2 separate regions of the Rattus norvegicus genome follow, and region 2 is linked to region 1. A link is a contact called in public Hi-C data. All regions are on one chromosome and are shown on one strand. Each heading gives the region's core, a stretch centred on a gene start, on an enhancer-like site or on the middle of the called end of the contact. The rest is flanking DNA. Distances are from core to core; before and after follow the strand shown.

Region 1 (4,605 bases), core at 344-2,843:
CCTATGAGATCAAGTAACAGGAGGGTAGGAGAGGAAGCAGCCATTTTCCCACTCTGTCTGCAGTCTGGGTTAGGTTAGGTTCAACAGTCCTCAACACCACCAGGAGATGGTTTTCTCCTCTCTGGAATTTCAAAGGCACATAGTGGCCTGTCAACAGGTCAGACACAGGAACGACAGTGATTCCCAGTGGGGAAAATGCCCCTCTGTCTTCAGGAACCAGGCAGCAGTTCCTGAGCCCAGTGTTGAGAGCTGAGAGTCCTGGCCTGCTACAGTTTCCTACAATGGGAACAGGGGACCAGATGACTATGGAGGGGGTCCTGCATATGCAAATTAGAAGCCTGATCAAACACACAACAGGTGCCCAGAGCCCCAGGGCCTTTCTTAGGGTGGCCCTGAAGACACTTCCCAGGCTTGCAGCTCCCTGGGCCTCCGGGGAACCAGGATCTGCCTTCAGTGTGTTTTTCGGCTCTGCAATGGTAAAGTCTTTCCCCACTCTGGGCCGAAATATTCCTACTACACCTATCTGGGGGCAGCTCCAGGCTCTGGTTCTAGCAGACCTTGGGCATTCTACCTGCCCTGGGAAGGAAGCACAGGAGGCGACCCCTCTCCAGATATCCTTATGGGGCACAATGGCTTCCCCCTCACAGTAGTCACTCCATGTTTACAACCCAGTTGGCCTGACTGGTGTCCCTGGTGGGTTTGCCTAGCTAGGCCACTGGTCCTGACATCTGCGCATAAACTCCATCATTAATGGTGGGTGCCTGTGACCTCCTGAGGGTACCTCTCTCCTCCTAGTCTCAAAGGAATTCTACTGACCCCCCACAACCATTAGGCGCAGAAAGCTCTCGCCTCCCAGCCCAAACCAAAGCACACACGCTCAAGACTGCTAACAAGCAAAAGCCACAGCTTATCCCACACTCAAAAGATTGACAAACTATTCCAGAAGGCCACGGTCACTTCTCAGTTGTCTCGGCTCTGGAGGGCAAAATCGCTCATGTTGGACATTCATTCCGGCAGCTGCCTGACAGCCTCTTTCCACAAGGTAGGGAATTTCCTCAAAATTAAATCTCTAGCTCTCTGCTCCCTAATGAAATTGATTTCTGCCTTGATACACAACAAAGCCTCCATTTTATTATTTGGCCAGGGTCTGGCCACATTAATTATGTTTTTCTTTTCCAGCATGGCTGCAAGTAATTAGCTACAGTTGCTCACCGTCAGAACTGACTGGCTGCCTGTTAGAACTCCAGTCCCACAAAGAGTCAAGCCTGGGTGGTGTTTGCGTTTGGAGCCATTCAGGACAGAAAAGATTACCTCCCCAGCCTGGAACTCGGAACTCGGAAGGGGCATGCTGCTCTGTGGAGGCAGAAGACGCTGGAAGCCCAGGTCACAGTCTAGGTCTGAGTGTCAGTCAGAACTCAGGCAGCATCAAGCCCGTAATCATGGTCACTGGCACCATTCCACCTCCCTCAGAGGACACCGTTCACAGCCTGTTCGAGTTGGTTCCCAACTCCAGTGACCAAGCACTGCACAGGCTCCAAGGTACACGGCAGGCACATCACTTCATGGAAGGCTATGTCTAGCACATTGCTTGGTCTTTGGCAAGCCGAGCTGTGGTGACAGTGCAAAGGCTGCAGGGCTATGAGTGCCAGAGGCCAGCACTGGCCAGTGAATAACCTGACTTTCCTGAGCTGATGACCTTGAAAGGCAAAGTGGGTGTGATGGGGGGGAATGGCTCTCACTGGGCGGGAGCATCGACTTCCCCATTTTCTCCTTTCAAATCTGTTATGGTTTGAGTCTGAAATCTGTTTCTCCCACAGGCACATGTTTTGAACACTTGTTCCCCAGCTGTGTTGGGATGCCATGAAAACCGTGTGTGTGTGTGTGTGTGTGTGTGTGTGGTGTGTATGTGTGGTGTGTGTGTGTGTGTGTGGTGTGTGTGTGTGTGTGTGGTGTGTGTGTGTGTGTGTGTGTGTGTGTGTGTGTGTGGTGTACGTGTATGCTGAGCTGGAGAGGTATGTCGCTGGGAGTCAGTATTTGAAGCAGGCACCTGCCTCAGATCTGCCTGGCTCTGTTTCCTCACCCTCAGTGGTGTGAGCAGCGTCCACCACACTCTCCAGCCAACACACACTGAGCTGCTCTGCTCTCTATGCCAGGACTGAAACCACGGAGACAAAATAAGCCACCCGTTCCTGCAGCTGTTTCTTTCTGACGCTGTGGTCATAGCGACAGGAAGGCTGACACAAGCTCTGTATAACCCACAAGGCCCTGTCCACACGCTATCACCTGCAGGAAGCCCCCTAACGCCCCCACCAGAATCCCTCTCTTCTGCCTGCTTGTTTGTACCCCCTATCCTAAGCATCTGGGCTGAGAACGTGGCATGAACCCCACACTTGGAGGCCATCAGCCACATGCGGATTTTCAAAAGGAAAACTCGCAAAAGGGGTGGGGAAAAATACTCTATTAAAAGGATTTTTAATAAGTCAGCTTTGCCAAACCCATCTGACTCTGAGTCCTCTTGGGTGAAGTCATCTTAGAAAGCAACGGGGGGGGGGGGGAAGCTTGATTACAAGTGGCAAATGTTTTTTCGGGGCGGGACTGCCCACTGGGGGACCGACCTGGACATGAACAGGTTTGAGGGGAAGTGCCAGATGTGCACACATGCCAGGGACCCCACCTCACTTACACCCACACAAAGGCAAACGCAGCTTTTACAGCTCTGAGCTATGGCAGCAAAGATGAGGGCTGTAAAACCCGACGTGTGATTTTATAAATCTGCCTCAAATACCCAGAACATTTATCAGGAGAGCAGGAGAAGGAAACAGTGCTGGTGAGGCTCAGAAGGGTCATAACCTTGCAGAATCGGGAGGTGGGACAAGACGATGACAAGCTGCTGGCAGAGTCTGTGTGTCGCCTCCTGACTCTGCTCTCACTGACAGGGGCCCAGGGAACAGTTAAGCGCTGCCTATAACCTGGGGTCTTACAGTACGCAACTGTGGCTTTGAGATCCACCAGATGCCTCGAGTTAAGGCAGATGGGGTTTGTTGTGGGAGACCTGAATTGTTTACCACGGTCTAAGAGAAACAAACCCCTCCACCACACACCCCTCGCGGAGGTCAGAACCCAGGCTGCCGTGAACCCATGCATCTGTGTGGCATCTCCATGTGCACAAAGGTGGGAAGCCACTGGGGGCAGAGGGGTGCCTGACCCAGGGCTCTTCCTTCTCATGCAGACACGCTCTGCAGCTGTCCTCATGGATAGCATCCCAAGGGATGTCCTGAAGGCCCCAAGCAACCATTTCCTGGATGGCTCTGGCAAAATTTCATTAAATACATTATGTTAACAAACTGGTATGGGGTGATTAAAGGAAATGCTCTGGTTTGGAGAGATCGGCCAGCACCTCCAAAGGAAGTGTCCGGGCCATGGGATGTCCCTGGTGACGAATGGGCAGTTGGAATGCCTCCCCTGGTGGCTGAGCCACACAGGCAGATGAAGCAGGCTGATAGAGTATAATTAAAAGCCTGCTGGGAATGTAATCGGGGTAGGTCAGATGCTGGGAGGACCCAGGAGGAACAAAGGGAGGATGGAGCAGGCTGGGAGGAGACAGCCACCACCCCCCCCCCCCCCCCCCGCCCAGCACAAATCTTGCTGCTGGACAGTGCGAGGCAGAATCAGCATAGCACACACCGTTGGGGGGGGGGGGGAGCTGCACGATCCAATCAGAGGGAAGCAGGGAGCCACGTCTGGTGTGTGTGTGTGTGGGGGGGCGGCGGCGGCAGCGGGTCATTTTCAAAGCCTGAAATGTATCTGATCCCCTAGCCACTCAGAAACCAGGCCTCAACTTTGCCCTTCTCTCCCCTTACTGTTTGTCACCCATCTACCAACTGTCCTTGTCCTTCCCTGAGCTGGTGCAGCTGCCTCCCTCCTGCCTAGCATCCATCCACGGGCAGAGGCCCATCTGCAAAGCTATGGAGGTACCCCACCCTGTGAGCTGCCTTGGGCTTCTGTCTGCTACCAGACACCACCCCAGGTTTCCATGACACACCCCGTGTGTGTGTGTGTGTGTGTGTGTGTGTGTGTGTGTGTGTGTGTGTGTGTGTCTGTCTGTCTGTCTATCTGTCTGTCTCCTGGGGTCAGGCAGAACGCCTTGCCTGCCCCTAGTCACACAGCCTAGCAGAACGGGTTCCTATGGAAGCTTGGCTTACTCACTGTAAAGAGGAAACAAGGAGGGTTGCATTTCCCCACTGGTAATGAGGACTGGACTCTGAGAAGAAAGCCAGACAGAGGAGCCCTGCCTTCAGGTCCATGTCTTCAGGCTTGTAACATGTCACAACTGCCTGGGAAAAGCTGCCAGAGGATGCCTGACCTGCGTCCTGTTAGGAACATCTGGAGAGTCCTGGTGGTAAGAAGGGGGTGCCTTCTGCTCTGATGGACCCGGCAGGGCAGAAAGAATGTCAGGCTGCATTAAAATCTGAGCTTCACCCACAGCTGTGGTGTCACATGACCTCTGCTAGCTGCAAGAATGAAAGCTTTCTGGTGGCGCTGTCACAGAGGGAGAGCTACACTCTAAGTGCCCACCCCCTTTGCTATCGGACATGTCCTCCCTGC
Region 2 (4,604 bases), core at 2,052-4,551, 33 kb after region 1:
TGCCCTTTGACCCCATAGCTCCATTGATCCACTTGCTGCAACTGGACATGTCAGTCCCACCACAGAACCTTGAAAGAAGAGCCTCAATACCAACCTCTCGACCGGTTTCTATTTCTGACTCCATCCTTCCAACTCCAGCTGCTGCTTCTTTGGCATTCTGAGGACCCTACCCTCTACCTGGGTGGCACTGCTCCGTGGCGCTGCAGTGAGTGGCCTGAGGTCCGGGTATGCCCAATCATCACAGTGCACACACACAGAATCTGAGGCCTGAAGAAGCAGGAACTGGACCAGGGTTCTTCCCGCCCCTCCCAGATGCTTTCTGACATCTCTTTCATCAGCCTGTCTTGTTCTAATCTCCGGGAAGCAGGGCAGGCCTCTGAGGTGTTAAAAGCACATCCAGCACCTCGACCAAGTGAACTCCAGGGGAGTGGCAGGCGGCTGCTTCTAATTAGACACACAGCTGAAACCCGGCCTGGTGCCAGGGTACAGCATCAGAGAGCTAGAAGGCCGCCTCCTCCTCCCCCCTTCCCCTCCCCTCCCTTCCCTTCCCCCCGCTCCTCCTCCCCCCTTCCCCTCCCCCTCCTCCCCCTCCTCATCTGAACTATGTAACACCTGCCAGAGAAAGACCCTCCCCATCAACTGAGGCACTTGCCCTGGCATTTAGAGTTCAGGTGCTCCTTGGAGGCTGCCGGTCAGAGAGCAGTCTGAGCTCTGGGGTGGTGATCAGATGGGACAGGCCAGCTCAGAGACAAAACCTGGAGGCAATCTAACCCTGCCCCAGGTCCCTTGTCCTCCTCCTTTACTGAGTTCCATTTCTAGAGCTGTACAGAGCCAGGAAGCTGACAACTAGGCTTCTTTCGGCCTCCTCTTCATAGGTGTGCACAGAAATACCCAAGCAGCAGAGCCTGGACTTTGTAAAGCAGGGGCGTGAACCAAACAGTGATCTCCGCGGTCAGCAAGCCCTCACTTGTTCTTCTGTGTTCATCCCGGGGGAGACAAAACAGCCCAGTCTGAAGTCAGGAGGAGGGCCAGTGTGCTGCCATTCCTTGGTTATTTGTCTGGTGACAGGGCCATCTTGTGAGCCCCTCTAGAGAGGGCCTGTGTCATGTGTACCAACATGCCTCCCCTGCGATTTACAAGTCCACATGATTCACCACAGAGCTTATAGGTGTCCTGTGTCATTTCTACCGTGTCCTCCAGCCCAGTCCGCTGCTCTGCCTTGGAATGTCTATGCTCTGCATAATGACTGCCTTTATGTGTGGAGGCCTAGGGGAGATGCAGTGCTGAGAAGGGACACGAGGGATGGGTTTCCTAGGGACAAGTGTCGTTTTGTTTTGTTTTTCCAAGATATATATGTATGTGTGTGTGTGCGCGCGCGTGCGCATGCGTGCACATGCATGTCTAAGTGTCTGTGCCACGTGTGCATAAAGGTGCCGGTACCAAAAGAGGCTGTCGAATCCCTCTTGTACACACACCTCCTGTACTCCCTCCAACGCCTGTACTAAAAGAGCCCTTGGTGAACTCAAAGATCAGCAGGAGAATCAAGACACCCCCATTGTGATGGCTATTCCGGGTAGTCAACTTGACTACATCTGGAATGAACTACAATCCAGAAATGGAGGGCTCAAATGTGATCTAGATCTTGAGGCTAGAAGACGACACAGGCTTCCTGACCCAGATCTTGAGGCACAGTGGCCATGAGAAACTTAAGGCTCAAGCAAGGTAGTACACCCCTTTAATCTCAGGAGACTGAAGCAAGCAGATCTCTGAGTTCAAGGCCAGCCTGGGACAAAGCAAGTCCCAGATCTAGGCCTGGAGGTACACACCTATAATCTGGACCACACCTTCTGCTGGAGAGCTATGTAAGGACACTGGAAGAAGGAAGACTCGCTCTTTTCTACCTGCTTGCACTTTCGTGCCAGCACGTCTGCTGGAACCCACTTCTACAGAAGCCCAGCTGAGACAGCTACGCTCGTGGGACTGAGTAACTACTAGATTCTTGGACCTCTTATCCACTGTTAGGTTAGTTAGACTACGATAAATTCCTTTCCTATACAGAGACATTTTATAAATTCTGTGACTCTAAAGAGCCCTAATACAACCATCTACCATCGATTTTATTTAATTAGTTACTTGCTTCTAGGCACTGTCCTGGGTTTTGGGTGAGTATTCCTTATCCCAAGACACAGACAAGAGTAATACATGTGCAAATCCAAAAATTCAAAGTCTAAAACCTTGTGAGTGCTGACATGAGTCCACAGCAGGCTTCATGTTACAGGCTACAGTCGAAATGCAGGCATGCTGAAGTTCCATATACAGCTAGGTTATTGCCATTAGGTGTGTATAATACATGTAACTTTCATGTTTATACTTGCATCCCAACACATGTAAATATCCCCCAAATCCAAAAAACATCATCCTCAGCCCAACCCTGAAAAGATGGGCCAGGCATCCCCGGGCTCCTGTGCAGCAGGAGGAGGCCGGAGCCCAGCAAGGACCCATCCGTCTCAGCAAAAGCACACAGAAGTCTCTCAGGACAGTCCTGGGGCAGGGCACTCTTCCAGTCTACTGAGCACAGTGAAGCCTGGCTTCCAGAGGAATCTAAGGCCATTCTCTAACGTGATAAAGCCATGGGGGATGGGCTACAGCCCTCACCCTCAGGAAGCAGGTCCTCACGGGTCCTCAAAGAGGCTCAGAGCCAGCTTTAGAAGAGCCACGGGATCATCCTGAGCTGACGAGAAGTCTATAGCTTACTGTTGTAAGGTAGGGTGTAGAAGACAGTATACAATTATACAGTATCGGGTACCAGGTCTGTTGATCACAGTACACCCAGTTTCTCTTAATTCCAACACAGACCTGCCCATCTGACCACTGCTACCAAGTGAGGGTAAGTAGAGACAGCCTGGCTCCAGAGCTCATGTTCCCAACCCTTGGTCATTGGTAGCTCCCTTTCAGCAGAAGTCAGTGTTCCCCCTGAATTCCACTAAGTGCAAAAAGAGCATGAACCGAAGTCAGCAGGAGCCACAAGCCCTGGAAGGACCAGGTCCTGCCTAGCTGAATGACCAGACACACTGCCTTCCTGCCAATCAGGACGATAGGATATCCCAGTGGGCCCTATCTGGCAAAGCCATATGGAGTGCCTACAGACATCATTAGGGTCGGTCTCTAAGGAAAGCAAGGACAGTGCCATGAGGCAGACCTGCCTACCAGGGAGCCATTCGGCCCATTCTAGATGCCACACAGACAGCCAACCCATGTGCCGGTCCTCAGTCCTGCAGCCCTAAGCTGGCAACTACAAACTGACAGCAGGCACAGAGGCCTCCTTCCAGAGTTGCCAAGATCCTCTTCTGGCTGCTGGTCCCTGTCACCTAACCGAGGCACCCTGCCAGGCTTCCCCGGCACACTGGTCAAACCCCAACTGTCCTTGGGCTCCTTATAGGGTCACGGACTCATGCTGAGAGAACGTGGCTGGCTTCATGCCCAGCACAGATGTCTGGTGGAAGCGACCTGGTGAGACCTGGCAAGAACTCTGCCTAGCCTTCCTCGTCAAAGAACTAATTCCTCCTGGGACTGACAGACAACCCCAACCTTCTGGACAGAAGCAGTGAGGCTGCTGGCCCAGGACCAGCCTGGCCCTCTGGTCTGCCAGTCCTTTGGAGCTGAGATTCCTCTTAGATGAGGGAAGAGTTTGGTTATGATGATCTTCCTCACTTTGGAGTCCCTCAGTCTGGTTTCTCGGGATACCCTGGAGGCTCACAGAGCACCTGTCGCTCTAGAGCTGCAGCTTCAGCTCAGGAGACCACCGGCCTATCCAGTCAGGATCCTCACCTAGCTCAAGAATGATGGCCAGCCAAAGTCCAACCCAAACTTAGAAAAACAACAGGCTGAAGGGAGTCCCTTGTTCTACCCAACATCCCCCAGCTCAAAACACCCTCTGCACTGCTGGGTTCTTACAGCCACCAACCGCAGAATGGTCCTGGTGGGCAAAGCCACCTTGCCCACTTAGTGGATGAGGTCAGCTCCTGGGTGAGGGGTTTACTGTCCCTTACCTCAGCTCTTCCAGCTCTGTTGTTACCTCTTTTTAGTGTCACAGCACAACAGACCCAGTAAGGGGAGAGAGGCGTGGAACCAACCGCAAAGCTTCCATTGTCCAGGTTGGTTTCCACCAACAGCTCGCACAGACCACTCTGTGCACAGCCATCCCAAACTACGTCAGGGAAAGGGCTCGGCAGAAATGAAGCAGAAGAAACCAAATGACAGCCCTGCCTTAGGGTCCTGAAAAGGGGCACTGCAGAGACCTAACACGGAGAAGTATCGCCCATTTCTAGAACCCAAAGCAGGGAGGGGCTCTAGCAAATGGCAAGCAGGGGCAGCCTTCTTCCCATACTTTCGATTCACTGGAGTGACTCCACCTGAAATGACCTGACCCTGGGACCAAGGGCAAGCGTCTGCTTAGTTTGGGATATGGAGAAGTGAACCCTATGTGTTACAGACAGTGAGGGACTCAAAGATGAATACACAAAGGCAGTGGAGTCTCTGTTACACCCACGGGGGGTGGGGGTGGGGTTGGGACTGTGACACCTAGCAATACAGAAGCTCAGATA

The links. A called contact is a pair of places that touch in the nucleus more often than the background predicts.
Region 2: a contact with region 1 is called in a Hi-C map of hepatocytes, with 2.1 times the contacts expected there. The contact joins two enhancer-like sites. A contact is called at or near these places in 4 of 12 Hi-C or Micro-C datasets (hepatocytes, kidney, mammary epithelial cells and 1 more).

The regions. Positions count from the first base shown.
Region 1 is chr5:64,483,173-64,487,777 of GRCr8, forward strand. All of the region lies in intron 5 of Shb (SH2 domain containing adaptor protein B), which reads right to left. Among named protein-coding and RNA genes, the nearest start is that of Slc25a51, 26 kb to the left of the region's middle. Within about 2 kb of position 1,594, at least 10 of the 93 cell types and tissues checked have an H3K27ac peak or open chromatin away from gene starts, as enhancers often do. A contact at or near this core is called in hepatocytes, where this site is marked.
Region 2 is chr5:64,514,385-64,518,988 of GRCr8, forward strand. The region is part of intron 2 of Shb (SH2 domain containing adaptor protein B); the gene reads right to left. Among named protein-coding and RNA genes, the nearest start is that of Slc25a51, 58 kb to the left of the region's middle. Within about 2 kb of position 3,302, at least 12 of the 93 cell types and tissues checked have an H3K27ac peak or open chromatin away from gene starts, as enhancers often do. A contact at or near this core is called in hepatocytes, where this site is marked.